5 separate regions of the Mus musculus genome follow, and all the other regions are linked to region 1. Evidence: chromatin contacts called from public promoter capture Hi-C data. All regions are on one chromosome and are shown on one strand. The core of a region is the stretch at or near the end of the contact, and the rest is flanking DNA. Distances in the headings are between cores, read along the strand shown. Region 1 holds the start of Dyrk1b (dual-specificity tyrosine-(Y)-phosphorylation regulated kinase 1b). Region 2 holds the start of Psmd8 (proteasome (prosome, macropain) 26S subunit, non-ATPase, 8). Region 3 holds the start of Zfp566 (zinc finger protein 566). Region 4 holds the start of Zfp14 (zinc finger protein 14). Region 5 holds the start of Yif1b (Yip1 interacting factor homolog B (S. cerevisiae)).

Region 1 (2,700 bases), core at 35-2,534:
GAGGGCCGCAGGGGCGTGAGGCCTGGAGCGGGAGCCCGGCCGGGGGGCGCCTTCTCGCATCCTGCACCTCGGCTGCCACCGCCGCTGAGACCTGAGAGCAGGTAGGAAGTGGGAAGACAACATGGAACAAGAAGGCATGTAGGTCAGGGTCAGTCAGAAGAGGTGGGTATGAGTTAGGGGCAGGACCAGGGGGAGACAGGGGACAGGGCAGAGCACCAGCACCAGGTAGCCATGTACAAACAGAAAGGGTAGCAAGTGGGTTAGCACAGCGTGTCTCTCAACAAATGAGGAGCCAAAAAAAATGAATGAAGCATCACATCCAGAGATGTAAAAGGGAGCCATCAGAGCCAGACAGGGGTGGGAGAGGGTGGGTACAAGGCCAGGGCAGGAGGGATAGAAAGAGGCCAGGAATTAGGAGAGCAAAAGAAGGCAGAAACCGTGTAGAGTCTGGGCAGTAGAACTCAGTCCTTCAAAATTTTACTGGTGGCCAGCCTGAGTCCCTCAGATAAGGCCCCGCCCTCACACCGTCTTCCCTCAACACCAAGGGCCCAATTTCAAGCCCAGTCTACCCACTAGTTTCTTTCTATTCTAAAGAACATAGCAGTCCTTATGGACCTCCCAGCAAACCCAAGGTTATCTGAGAACTCCTTTACATGCAAGCTATAGATGTTTCAACCACCTCGGCACTTTCCCCTGGGACCGACTCCATACTCCAAGACCGCTCCCTGCTCCCTATATGAGGTCTCTGGAACCAGAGATCCTTCTTTTAAGCAGTCTATATTTATCCCACTAGGATTCCCCCATTACTCCAAGACCCCTACTCCTCAGGAAAACAAGGGAGAGGTGTCATTTTTCAACATCTAAGAGTCACGGTCTTTTTCTTCTTTACCCTGAGGTCCTTGCTAGCTCCTCTATTTCTACGCTGGGTCATTCCACAATTGAGCCTATTCCTAGAAGGGCCTGACAGCCAAATCCCTAAATATCGCACAAGACTTCACTCACTAAAAGTGTCCTTCGGAACAAAATCCCCTTCTTAGGAGCCTCCCCCTTGTCAGATCCCCTTCTATGCTATGTCTTGCCACTCCAGGTCCCCTTTATTGGGGCTTCACAGATAAACAACCTCTTCCCGAGCCCTCCCACACTAGGACCAGCTCTTACAGCTCCCACCCCTACCCGGGTCAGGGATGGCGCTGGGCCCACGGGGGGCTGGAGCGCGATGGGGACCCCAGTGCGGTGGGCGAGCGGCCAGCATGGCGGCGGTGGTGGTGGCGGCGGCGATGAGGAGGTGGCCGCCTGTCCCCGGCCCGGCTAGCCTAGCCAGCCCCGCGGCGGTGAGGGCAAGCGGGACAGGCGGCCCGGTGGGTGACAACAGCAGCCGCCGCCACTGCCACCGAGGGGGAGGGGCGGGGAAAGGAGGGGACGAGGGTCAGACCAGGGCACGCGGGGGAAGGGGACAGCAGGTGGACGGGGGAGGGGCGGGTTAACCCTCGCCCTACGGCCCAGCCCCGCCCCGCGTGGCCACCCGCCCCCAGGGACCCTGGCGTCCCGCCCCCCACCCGGCAGGCCCGCCCCGGCCAGTGGAGTCCCGGCGGGCGGGGCCCAAGAGAGCCCGGCAGGCCGCACCTCCCATGGCAACAACCGCGCCATTGGTTGTTGCTGCCAAGAGCTTAACCAATTAGCACTCAGGGCAGCTGTTGCTAGGCGACAGCGAAGCGGCCAGCGCAGCCGAGCCCAAACAAAGGGCGGGAGTGGGGCCTGGCTGCCCCCTCCCCGACTCCCTCTCAGGACGGCTCCCTCGGGCTCAGCCTCTTCCAGGAATCCAGCTATGAAGAGCCGGACTCCGCTGCAACGGCCCAAAGCCCCCTCCTTTCCCTTGCTAAATCTCGCGGGGACGGGCAGGGCGGTTCCCGGCCTGCCCCCCACCCAAGCGTGCCGCCCCGCCCGTCGCAGCACCCTTACCTGAGGGCGTGGGTAAGGGGATTCAAACTGCTCGGGGAGCCCGAGCTCAGACCTGCCCACTGGCTGAGGGTGTCCGGTGGACGCGGCGAGCCAGGGCCCCGATTACCCAGTAATGCAACCAGCAAAATGGCGACCACAACAAACCGGCCCCCCTGCCCCGGCTCCGCCCCCACATCATTCACGTGACCTAGCGGAGCACAGTGCGCCTGCGCCTTAAGGGTGCTGAGCCGCGCACGTGCGGAGCAGCCACCAATGGAGCATGCACCATGTGACCGGATGAAACTTTCCAGGCACCACCCCCCGAAGCACACAAAGTTGATCAAGGGCGCATGCGTCTCGAGGCCACTTAGCAATAGGCACCAGACAGGGGAGACAGATGAGTCTTTTAATAGAAAAACAAAACAACTCCCCCGCCCCCAAAAAATCACAAGCCACACGTGCAACAGTAACAACACACATCTCTTCAATCCAGACAGCTCTGAGTTTCAGTTCTTCACCTTGGGAGGTGGCCTGTGAGGAAATCAGAGGGGGTCGAGTTGTAACCACTTTTGGCTTCTCAGGGCCACAGGTAAGGGAGAGGTCTGTTGTGACACTCACCTGTACACACCGACAACCACGGCGTGGTCTCGCTCATAAGGCTCTAGCGTCAGCTGCTCCTGCGGCTTCATGTTCTCCTGCTGCATCTTCTTCACTTCAGATGCAAACACAGCCTCTGCTGACGCAGTGGAGTCAATGCAGTTG
Region 2 (2,700 bases), core at 57-2,556, 1.0 Mb before region 1:
TATACCCCAACCCCAACCCCGACCCCTTGTGACTGTTGTACTGGGCTTGCAGGTGTCTACCAGCTTCTTTATAGCCCTGGTTGTCTTCTACATCCTGTTCTGCCTCGTGTGGCCTCACATAGTGAAGGCCTGGGTCTCATTTCGCTGGAAGATTCACAACATGATGGCACCAGAGACCTATTCATCTTCCTCCTCTTCTGGGGGCTTCACCCTCCATTCTCACAGCTCAGAGGGAAGTTTTGAGGGTCCCTCCAGACCAGGTACCAAAGAGGACAATGTTCAAGCTAAGAGAGCAAAGGTGGCCTGAGTCCCTGGTCTGTACTCTTCCTCATGAACCCTTAGGCCTCTCCTCATGGGAATGCAGCCTGCCACCTCCCCAGGACTTTCTGGTTGGCTAGAATGCTCATGTCTCATTCAGACCCTAATAAAGCCTCCTTGCAGAATCAGTCCCGAGTCCTCAGAAAGGCTCACGTCCGCTTGGTTTGTACCAGCACAGCTGTAGTTAACTGTCAGAATGATGTCAGAATCTTTTATTTTCAAGATGGCACAGCAGATAAAGGAGCTCTCAAGCCTGACAACCTGGGTTTGATCCCCAGGCCTCATGAGATCTAAAGAGAGAGCCGACTCTGTGAAGCTGTCCTCTGACCTCAACATGGGCACATGCACGCACACACACACACACACACACACACACACACACGCATGCCTGTAGGCCAGGCTGGCCTGGAACTCAGAGATCCGCCTGCCTCTGCATCCCAAGTGCTGGGATTAAAAGCGTGAACCACAAAGCTCGGTCTGTAATTCTATTTTAATTTCAAAAATAAGAAAAAAATGGAATAAGAGAAAATAAGAGAAATGGCTCAGTGGTTAAGAGCACTGACTGCTCTTCCAGAAGCCCTGACTAAAATTCCCAGCAACCACATGGTGGCTCACAACCATCCATAAAGGGATCAAATACCCTCTTCTGGGGTGTCTGAAGACAGCCACAGTGTACTTATATACATAAAATGAATAAATAAATCTTTTTAAAGAGTCTGAAAAAAACGTGGAAGAATGATGCTCTGATAAACACGAACGCCTAATCTTAAATCTCACCTGCTAGTCCTCTCTCAGCCTGCCTATGTAGTGACACCTGACAAGTTTTCCAAATGGCTCCACATCGCCACCCCTTGACGTAGAGGCGGTACCCTTAAGATGGACATTCCACAGGCCGAAGCCAGCGAGGGTGGCCATGGTGACTACAGGTGGGCGGGACATTGTGGGCATTGTTTTCAGTTGGAGCGAACGGACTTCCGTTCGCCATTTTGAATGACAGCAGAGGCGGAGCTGCGGCATGTTCATTAAGGGTCGGGCTGCGAAGACACCCCGAGGAGAGCCGCGGCGCTCCTCCCGCGGGGGGCGGAAACTGGCAGTGGTAGCTCCGCCTCCAGTTTTGGGCTCCACCTCCCGGCCTCATTTCCGCCGGGAGTCCATTGCCCGGCGTCGCTGCCGTAAGTCGGGTCGGCGGCTTGCCGCATCACGGAAGATGGCGGCCACAGCGGCTACGGTGAACGGGTCGACCACCGTCTCGAGCTCCGGACCCGCGGCCACCTCGGTCGGGATCCTGCAGGCAGCGGCCGGCATGTACGAGCAACTCAAGGACGAGTGGAACCGGAAGAACCCGAACCTTAGTAAATGTGGAGAAGAACTGGGCCGCCTGAAGGTAAGAGGTCGCCGGGTCCTAGATGCCTAATGCCTGGGGGAAGGTGACAGACGGGAGATCGAGGCTGGTAGAGCGGGCCCTGAGGTGTCGTTAAGGGAGTGATGATGGAAAGATTGGTTCTGGCAGAATCGAATGAGATGGTTCGAGCTTTGTTACTTGGAGGGAGGCAGGAAGGAGTGGGATCAGTGACAAACGGGGAGATAGTGAAAAGAATAAGTCTGAGGTGACGGGACGTTGAGGGAATGTGTGGCAAATAAAGCCCAGGTAAGCTGTGAGGGAGCAGAGGTTAGGAAACACCTGTGTGAAGAGGGGCAACAGGAACAGTTTGAAGCCAAAAACGAACCTAGAAGAGCACACGTTTCGGTTGTAAACACACTCAGGCGGATAGAAGGCCAGTCTGGTCTTCAATAGCGAGTTTGAGGAGGCTGGGCTACATAGACTTCGTCTCAAAATATATATATAATAATAATAAGTAAACAACAACAAAATATGTGTTAGGTTCCCAAGTTTACTAAGGAATGGTGTCTGGGATGGACTGGGGGGGGAGGGAAAAGGAATGCCCCACATTCCTTGTTACCCCTTCTCGGGCACACTGTGGTGGAGGTCTTCCCAGACCTGCATATAATGGCTGAACACGATGTCCCACACTTGTAATCCTAGCACTCGAGAGGCTCACACCAGGCTCTCCAGTTCTAGACTAGATTGGCCTGCCTGGGGAGATGCTGTCTTAAACAAGAGAGAAACCTAAAACAAGCTAAATATAGCAACAGGAAGAATTGAGGTCATGGGCGTCTCCCTACCCCATGATCCCCCTGGGTCAGGCACCAAGTGCCTCGTGTTTCTCAGTGGAGTTACTAATATTTGTAAGATGAGGTAATCCAATTGGTACGCTCCGTGTTCTTGGGCCCTTTGGTGTTTGCTTTACAAGGTCTGACTCCACTAATATTCATGGCAGTTGTGTGGGTTAGGATGCATGCAAGCTTTTCCAAGTAGGAACA
Region 3 (2,700 bases), core at 90-2,589, 1.9 Mb before region 1:
CCATCCCAGGCAGTTCCATAAACTAATGACTAAGCATTCAAATGTATGAGCCTATGAGCCAGCTCATTCAAATCTCCGCACCCAGCAATCCCAAACTTCACTTCCCTCTAACATGCCTGGTTAGTATACCCGTTATCATTGGGGTAGTCTACCGGCAGCTCTCCCTCAGCTCCATTCTATTCTGGGTAACTTCATATCCTTATAAGATCTTCATGTCTTTATAGTATCTATTTCGTTAGGACTGTGGCAGCTTTGCAATTAACAGAGAAGTGAGGTAAGCCGTGTTGTCCCTATTTTCTGAAGAGAAAATCTTGATTTATACAGAGATGTAGTCTTTTAACTTCAATGTCGTTTTAAAAGATTTAATGTGAGTGCTCTGCTGCATATACATCTGTAGGCCAGAAGAGGGCATCATATCCTCTTATAGATGATTGTGAGCCACTATGTGGTGGCTGGGTATTGAACTCAGGTCCTCTGGAAGAGAAGCCAGTGCTCTTAATCGCTGAGTCATCTCTCTAGCCCCAACTTTAATGTCTTTTTCAGACCGACTGACTTGTTATCTCCTGGACTAGGTATATTTATTGGTTATGGAAATCACTTCAAAGGAAGATGCTTTCTCCAAGTGTTCCACTGTAGTTTTTAATGTAACTACCTCTCAGTAGCCAGGGATGACCCTGATCCTCCTGCTCCTCCTGCGGGCTAGCATTAGAAGCATGTGGGAATCCAAGGTGTGGTCCTGGTATCCACCCTTTCAACCTACAGGACCTGCTAATGAGTACCAAGCCAAATGCATGTCCAGAACAAGTCACACATCTGCGGAGGAGATCTGTTCCTGCACACTTCTGGGGCGGGGGGAAACTCGGCCGCTAGAGGTGGCCAAGCAAAGGCTTAGCTCTCTGAGAAATTGAGATAACTTTCCCCCTTCAATATATTTTTTTTCGTATTGCACTGAATTATATTACTAGAAGTCTCAGCCGCATGATTATGCTTACTATGCAAATCACACTCCGCCCCCTACCAGTTCTCCGCCCCTTTCCTGATGCAGTCTATCCTCTACAGATAATACCAAAAGTCCGGGAAATCAACAGATTCCTAACTTTTTTGAATGATTTTAAATGCAGTAGTGGAAGCTGATATAGGGTTCCATGTATCCTGAGGATGCGTTTCTATTTGGGGTGTCCTCCGCTCGTCCACCACACTGAGGGACCGTTAGAAGCCCCGCCCATCGGGAGCCATCTTGTCTGCCGCGTTCCCTCGGACTGACTACATTTCCCAGAGGGCTCCCTGGCTTCTCGCGGGAAGATCACGCGCCTGGCGTGACTTCAGAGCTTTGCTGGCAAGAGGGGAGGTGCACTGAAGGATTGCAGGGCTTTGGCAGCTTGCAAGGAAGGCCTTTGGTGCGGAACCCGGGAGGAGGCGGGGCGAACGCCGAGGCTGGGCTTTGTGCGGCAGAGGAGTCGGAATTGTGCGGCTAATTTGTGAACAGTGATCGCGGCGCTAAGGGGCTGGACTGGTGATGAGCATCAGTTTCTGCTAACACCGTGGCGGCCACCACCCCTTGGTGAGTGGGAGGGAGCGAGCTGGGGACACGTGCGGCATTGTGTGTGGATGTGGAGAGCTGCTGACTGGGTGAGTGTTCTGTCTCTGTAGGGGCGTGCGACTGTGTGATGTTGTGACCACGTGCAGCACAGTGCAGGCGCAGATACCTGTGGATTCTGTGTGGTAAAAGTGAAGTTGTGCTTAAGTTACTTTTTGAGCCCCTAGTAGGTAGTCCTGTCTTCTCGTAGGTAGGTTTCCGATAGCCGAGTGTCTCTGTTGTGGGTCTGTGTGTGGGTTGTGAGTGTGAAGTTTTGAATGTGTATCTTGCGTGCATTCTTCTTTAGCCTTTGCTCATTTTAGAGGTTCATTTGTGAGCTATCATGCTTTTCTTTGTCTTTTACTTTGTTTATTTGGACAGCTGTGTAGGACTTCCCCGTGTTAAGTGGGATAGCGGCTTAACTGAGTCTTTGTGCTGTTTGATATTTCAGGATCTGAAGCATTTATACATCTCGACTATTAAGGGTAGCCATATGAGTATTTCCAACTGTTTTTAATGTTTACTTTTAAAAATTCACTTTACATCCTAATCTCAGCCACCCTCCTTCCTCGCTTCCCAGTCCTACCCTTACAAATCCCTCCCTCCATCTCCCCCTTACCTTGTCCTCTGGGCAGGAGAGTCCCTCTGGGTACCACCCCTCCCTGGGGCACCTAGTCCCAGCAGGTCTAGGAAGCACAATCAGGCAGTCGAAGTAGGGGGTGATCCAATGACAGGGAACAGAGATGGAGACAACCCCCGCTCCACTTCTTAGGGGGACCCACATAAACACCAAGCTCACACTTGCTACAAACGTGTAGGCGTGGGGTGGGGAGTGTGCTTAGGTCCAGCTCTTCCATGCTCCCTGGTTGGTGACCCAGGCTCTGTGAACCTCCATGCTCCCAGGTCAGTTGACTCTGGGTCTTCTTGTGGTATCCTTGACCCCTCTGGCTTGCTCACTTCTATCCCATACTCTTCCACAAGACTCCCCAAGCTCCACCTGATGAGTGTGGCTCTCTGCATCTGCCTCCATCCACTGCTGGGTGAAGTCTCTCAGGAGACAGTTATGCTAGGCTGCTGTCTGCAAGCACAAGAGTATCATTAGTAGAGTTAATTAGTTTCTCTCA
Region 4 (2,700 bases), core at 42-2,541, 1.9 Mb before region 1:
CTCACCAGCCTCTCAATTGTCACGTTCCTAAAACTAACGTCCCAACGCTGGGAATGTTGACGGATGCCTGTAATAACAGCGCTCTGGAAAGAAACAAGAGGATCGATGAGGATCTTTCAACATCCCCAGCACCTATTACAGAGACATCCTGGCTGATATACCTTGCCCCCCACTATCCCAAACTCTGTAGCCCAGGCCTGGGCTTCCCATCTCCCAGCTTCTGTGATTCCTGTATAACCCAGTCATTTTGGGCACAAGGTCCTTTTGTTACCTCTTGCCCGCTGCACTTGGCCTCTTGGCTTCTAGCCTGTCCTACACCCCACCCCCTCCCCTCACATGGCCCCATTTAGTCCGGCAGTCATGGCCACCCTGGTTACTTTCAGACGCCCCTGCCAGTGCTCTCTCTTAGATCTCAATCCCTTGGGAGCAGTCATGTCCTCCTTTTTTTTTTTTTTTTTTCCATTCATCTTGAATTTGCAGTCTGCATGCTTCAGTCTCCTGAAGACCGGATGAGGCCTGGCACAAACACAAGAAAATGTTAGAGCAGTGGTTCTCAACCTCCCTAAAGCTGCGACCCATTAATACAGTTCCTCATGTTGTGGTGATCCACAAGCTATATAATTATTTTCGGTACTACTTTATAACTGTAATTTTGCTACTGTTAGGAATCCTAATGTAAATATCTGTGTTTTCTGATGGTCTTAGGTGGTCCCTGTGAAAGGTCATTTGACCCCCAAGGGGGGGGGGGATCTCGACCAACAGGTTGAGAACCACTGTGATAGAAGAAAGCATAATTATCTTTCCAGTCTTAGAGGTCTTGGCTTCATCTCCAGTTTGCAAAACAAAACCTAAGGCCAATACCAACGACTAGACCAATATACACAACGGCTAGAAGGGACAGTGGGAGAAAGCAGAGGCAGCGGGAACTCCAAGGAGCCTGAGCAACCTTTCCCTGGGTAGATGTGGGACTGCACCTTTGGAGAATGTATTTTACTGAGTTCCCTGATCATGCCTACACCCTCGCTGGGGTGAGAATATGCTTATCTCACATATTAAGCATGTGATAATGTGATGATGGTGTTCTCAGCCCTGGTAGGGCAACGACACAACCCCCAGCCCAGTGAGCTAGGTTTGGGGTGGGGATTTGGGGGCAGAGGGCAGCGGAATCTCCTAGCCCTTCCAGCTGGTCCAAGATCACACCCAGAGGCCTCCACCCATCACAGCCCCGAGCACGCTTGCGCACTCCGCTGCGTTGGCCCAGTCTTTCCCACCATGGACTACATTTCCCACAGGCCTCTGCGCAGCATCCTTCCGGCTGCTTAGCGCCGGTCCGCTCTGAGAGGTGAGTTGGTCCCTTGCACTGAGGAAATTGTCGCGGGGGCAGCGTAGGTTTGTCTTTAGTTGGCTTGAGAGACTTGGAGTCGGTGACGCTGAGTGGACACCGCGTACCCCGTTGCATCCTCCGTCTTCCCGCTGCAGAGCCCAGAGGCCCAGCATGGCTCTGAGTTCTGTGTGTGAACCTCAGAGTGAGGGCCCTCCGTACAAAAAGACAGCGCAGCTGCCACCGCAGGGCTGCTTTGTACGCGCTCCCTCCCCGCCAGGCAGCCCCGGTGGCCGTCGCCTGTCAAACCTGCCCCTCCGGTGGCGGCCAGTGTCCTCTCCATCCGCGGCGCTCCATTTCCAGTAGGTTATGTGTGTGGAAGGGCTGGTCGCGAGGGGTGTGTCCCCAGGCTACCAAGCCCGCACCTTCCCGGTTTGACCTTTTCCCCAGACTTGTTCATTTTAGGGAAGGCGAGGGAATAAAAGCAGGAAACGATTGTTGTTGCATACATAGAGACCCAACATTACTGCGGAAAAAAAAATAGCCTAACTTTCTTCTTTCTCGTTGTCCTATGAAGTGTACTCCTTGTTTTTCCAGGCATGGGGACATTTACTCCTCATTACTGTGAAAGTGAAAATGAAGTTAGCTTGGAAAGAAGCAGCGGTTTGGTGTTATCTTGGTCAGGGTAGAGGAGACAGATTCATGCAGACTGATAGTAAGCATCACTCAGAGATTATGTCTCTGATTAAATGCGGGTCCAGGCCCTCTTTGTGTGGTTACAAATGTCTTTTGTATTTTTTCTTTTTTATGTGTGTGTGTGTGTGTGTGTGTGTGTGTGTATTTGTGTGTATACACATACCAGCAGAAGCCAGGAGAAGGTGTCTGATTCCCAGGAACTGGAGTTATAGACGGTCGTGAAACACCATGTGAGTACGGGGAATCACACTTGCATCCTCTGCTAGAGCAGCCACTGCTCCTAGCAGTACAGCTGTTTCCAGCCTCACAGGTTTTAAATTTTTAACATGTTCGTTTTTTACGTATGTGAGTGTTTCTGTCTGCTTTTCTTTCTGTGCACCACTGAGTGTGACTGCGCCTGAGGAGCCCTGAAGAGGGCATCGGATTCTCTGGAACTGGAGTTACAGCAGTCACGTAGGTGCTGAGAGTGTAACCCGCTGATCCATCTCTGCATTCCAGGCTGCAGCTTTCTTATCCACGAAGCCTGCTTTGCTAGTTCGTTTTTAATTACTGTGGAAGATTCCTTTGCTAAACCACGCTTCTTACCAGAATAGCACGTTTTGTTCTTGTTTTAAACAATTTGTACCTATACTGACCAGGAATTCACTGTAACCCATGTGATCTCAAATTTGTGGGTGATCCTC
Region 5 (2,700 bases), core at 132-2,631, 1.1 Mb before region 1:
AGCCTTTCTCTCCAGGAATCCCTTAGGTCTTTCATCATTAGGCATGCCCTCTTCAAGGACTCAAGGATACTTCCAGTCAACAACTGAGTTCCACATCTCCATCCCAGCCCCAACCTATCTGCCTGTGCACTCTACATCATCTGTCCAGCACTCTATTAAAAGGAACTAACTCATCTTTGTGTGTGTGTGTGTGTCCGTCCACCATAGATCCATCTCAGGTAGTCAGGCTTGGTGGCAAGTGCCCTTACTGGAGCCATCTCTGGGAATCCACCCCTGACTTCTCACACTGTTTACTTTAAACACATGTTGCCCAGGCAGGCATTCAAAGTCGACTCCCAAGTGCTAGGGTTACAGGTGTGCACCATGAACCCTCCCCCATGCTTCTATCACAGCAGTTCCATTGCTCTGTACTGGCAGCTTTATGACAGGAATAAATGCTAGCTGGTCACATATCACAGGCCGGCCAGACACTAAGGAGTGAAGGGGTAAATGGAGCCTCCTCAAACCCTAGTCACAATCAGGACTACACACACACACACACACACACACACACACACACCACACACACTGGTTCTTACTACTCTAGTTGACCGACAAGTTTCCTTCCTTGGAAAGTGTCTATCTTCCTCCTGAACTCTAGCTGTAAGAAAGCAAGGACCAGGGCTTTGGTGGTTACTAGTGTGTACCCAAATTCCAGCCCAGGGCCTGGCACAGGGTTCACAGGAGCAAGTTATGTTAGATGAATAAATGAAACAAACAGGACATAGATATTGAGAGACCAAGAGGAATTCAAATTTACATCTGGGAAAAGAGGTTAACGAAGCTGGAAAAAGGAGGTTAGCAGGACAATAAGTACTGGTTGTGTTCTTAAATGGGATGTAAATATGGCCCTGTCCGCACAGGGAGTGCCCAGGGGCCGTACTGTGGAGCGTGGGTGACAGTTCCTAAGCACTGAAGAGTCTCGGAAAGGTGGGTAGCACAGGAGGTCAAATCGCTGACTGCAAATGAATGGAAGTAGCGTTTCTCTGAACACCGCACTACATTTTCCTCCAACTTGCTTTCTTTTAAAGGAATTTTTTTTAAAGAACCTACCCGCGATGCGCCCCCTACCCGGACTTGGCATCCCTGGGCTGTGCACACCTAGAAACTCCAGGTCCGGGATCTCGTGACCTCCGTCCGACCTGGAGTGACCTCGCCAACCGCCGCGACGGCCCCGCCACACCCCTCGCCCGCCCGATCTCCTCAGCCAGCCACGTACGCCACTTACGCAGCCGGGGCGTCCCCGCCGGCGCCGCCAAACCTGTCGCGTGCATGCTTTAGATGCCACGGCCGAGAACGCCACAGCCGCAGTTTGGAATGGGCCCGCCCGGTTCCCGTAGCCACGCCCCAGTAGTATCGAGAGACCCAATAGGTCTCACGATAGCGCAAGAAAGCCACACCCTCTGGAGGGGGTGCAGCCTGGTTGAGTGGGCGTCGGCTTACATAAGAGGCGGGAACTGAGGCCAATGACGTAAGGGAAGAGGCCGTACCTTAGCGGCAGCAGGGCGGAGCTTGGTGCGATCTAGGAGGAGAAGACTTCAGGCAGGAAGGAAACGTTCCTATTGTTGAGCCCGAAGTCGACGGAAAATGTAGTTCTTTACAGGCAGGCACTCGATTTAGTTAACTGAGAGCACAGGGAGGCTGAAGAAGCGTGAAAGGCGGGGAGAATGATGGATTATTGCAGTTATGCCGGCTCATCTATCGTTTACACAGACGCAGCACTCATTTTTATTATTTATTTATTTATTTATTTGGTTGGTTGGTTGGTTTTTTTCGAGACAGGGTTTCTCTGTGTAGCCTTAGCTGATTTGGAACTCACTCTGTAGACCAGGCTGGCCTGGAACTCACAGAGATCTGTCTGGCTCAGGATTAAAGGAATGCGGCACCAGGGCCCATTTAGGCTGAGAAACAAAGTTTAGCTTAGTGGATCACTTCTGTATTCCCAATACTGAGGAAGCTGAAAAAGAAAGTCATGAGTGGGCTGGTGAGATGGCTCAGCGGGTAAGAGCACTGACTGTCCTTCCAAAGGTCCTGAGTTCAAATCCCAGCAACCACATGGTGGCTCACAACCAACTGTAATGAGATCTGACGCCCTCTTCTGCTGCGTTTGAAGTCAGCTACAGTGTACTTATGTATCATAATAAATAAATCTTTAAAAAAAAAAGTCACGAGTACTGGCTTTGAACATAGTGAGCTCTAGTCTTACAAAAAAAAAAAAAAAAAAAGATTGGGGCTGGTGAGATGGCTCAGTGGGTAAGAGCACCTGACTGCTCTTCCGAAGGTCCAGAGTTCAAATCCCAGCAACCACATGGTGGCTCACAACCATCCGTAACAAGATCTGACTCCCTCTTCTGGTGTGTCTGAAGATAGCTACAGTGTACTTACTATAAATAAAATCTTTAAAAAAAAAAAAAAGATTGAAAAAGAGGCCCTCAGCATATTAGTTCAGAAGAACTGGTAACTTTCTTCGAAGGTACCTTTAGGCAATTTCCCAGAAGTTCATAAAAATGTTCTCACATGGCTCTTTTCCTTCAAGCTTTCTGTCCACCAGAGGTGCATACAGCCCTCACAGTTGAATGCACACAAGCACAACTTTGAGCATAGAACCCTGAAAACTAACTTCCTCCTGTGTGTCCCTCAGTGTCTCTTTTTCTCTTCCTT

Evidence for each region. Promoter capture Hi-C pulls out the DNA fragments that hold promoters and counts their contacts. Capture Hi-C pulls out chosen DNA fragments and counts their contacts.
Region 2: a promoter capture Hi-C map of liver shows a contact between it and region 1, with 4 times the contacts expected there. The contact joins the promoter of Psmd8 here to the promoter of Dyrk1b in region 1. A contact is called at or near these places in 1 of 39 promoter capture datasets (erythroid cells), 1 of 484 Hi-C or Micro-C datasets (CD8 T cells), 1 of 115 datasets of contacts at active chromatin or transcription factors (large pre-B cells) and 1 of 9 other capture datasets (liver).
Region 3: a promoter capture Hi-C map of adipose tissue shows a contact between it and region 1, with 3 times the contacts expected there. The contact joins the promoter of Zfp566 here to the promoter of Dyrk1b in region 1. A contact is called at or near these places in 2 of 39 promoter capture datasets (hippocampal neurons and liver), 1 of 484 Hi-C or Micro-C datasets (CD4 T cells), 1 of 115 datasets of contacts at active chromatin or transcription factors (astrocytes) and 2 of 9 other capture datasets (adipose tissue and liver).
Region 4: a contact with region 1 is called in a promoter capture Hi-C map of liver, with 3 times the contacts expected there. The contact joins the promoter of Zfp14 here to the promoter of Dyrk1b in region 1. A contact is called at or near these places in 2 of 39 promoter capture datasets (cranial neural crest and liver), 1 of 115 datasets of contacts at active chromatin or transcription factors (astrocytes) and 1 of 9 other capture datasets (liver).
Region 5: a promoter capture Hi-C map of adipose tissue shows a contact between it and region 1, with 2.2 times the contacts expected there. The contact joins the promoter of Yif1b here to the promoter of Dyrk1b in region 1. A contact is called at or near these places in 1 of 39 promoter capture datasets (liver), 3 of 484 Hi-C or Micro-C datasets (CD4 T cells and erythroblasts) and 2 of 9 other capture datasets (adipose tissue and liver).

What each region holds. Positions count from the first base shown.
Region 1 is chr7:28,178,900-28,181,599 of GRCm38.p6, reverse strand. Dyrk1b (dual-specificity tyrosine-(Y)-phosphorylation regulated kinase 1b) reads right to left here and starts at 1,284. Exons shown (of 11, transcript NM_001271370.1): 1 at 1,174-1,284; 2 at 1-91. The coding sequence starts at 1,252. It overlaps Fbl (fibrillarin), which reads right to left. Exons shown (of 9, transcript NM_007991.3): 8 at 2,557-2,700; 9 at 2,331-2,469. The coding sequence ends at 2,445.
Region 2 is chr7:29,179,279-29,181,978 of GRCm38.p6, reverse strand. It overlaps Psmd8 (proteasome (prosome, macropain) 26S subunit, non-ATPase, 8), which reads left to right and starts at 1,306. Exons shown (of 7, transcript NM_026545.3): 1 at 1,306-1,702. The coding sequence starts at 1,334. It overlaps Catsperg1 (cation channel sperm associated auxiliary subunit gamma 1), which reads left to right. Exons shown (of 28, transcript NM_001368407.1): 28 at 53-447. The coding sequence ends at 307.
Region 3 is chr7:30,089,149-30,091,848 of GRCm38.p6, reverse strand. It overlaps Zfp566 (zinc finger protein 566), which reads left to right and starts at 1,339. Exons shown (of 4, transcript NM_152814.2): 1 at 1,339-1,561.
Region 4 is chr7:30,049,987-30,052,686 of GRCm38.p6, reverse strand. Zfp14 (zinc finger protein 14) reads left to right here and starts at 1,291. Exons shown (of 5, transcript NM_178733.5): 1 at 1,291-1,342.
Region 5 is chr7:29,237,004-29,239,703 of GRCm38.p6, reverse strand. It overlaps Yif1b (Yip1 interacting factor homolog B (S. cerevisiae)), which reads right to left and starts at 1,381. Exons shown (of 8, transcript NM_001110201.1): 1 at 1,268-1,381. The coding sequence starts at 1,313.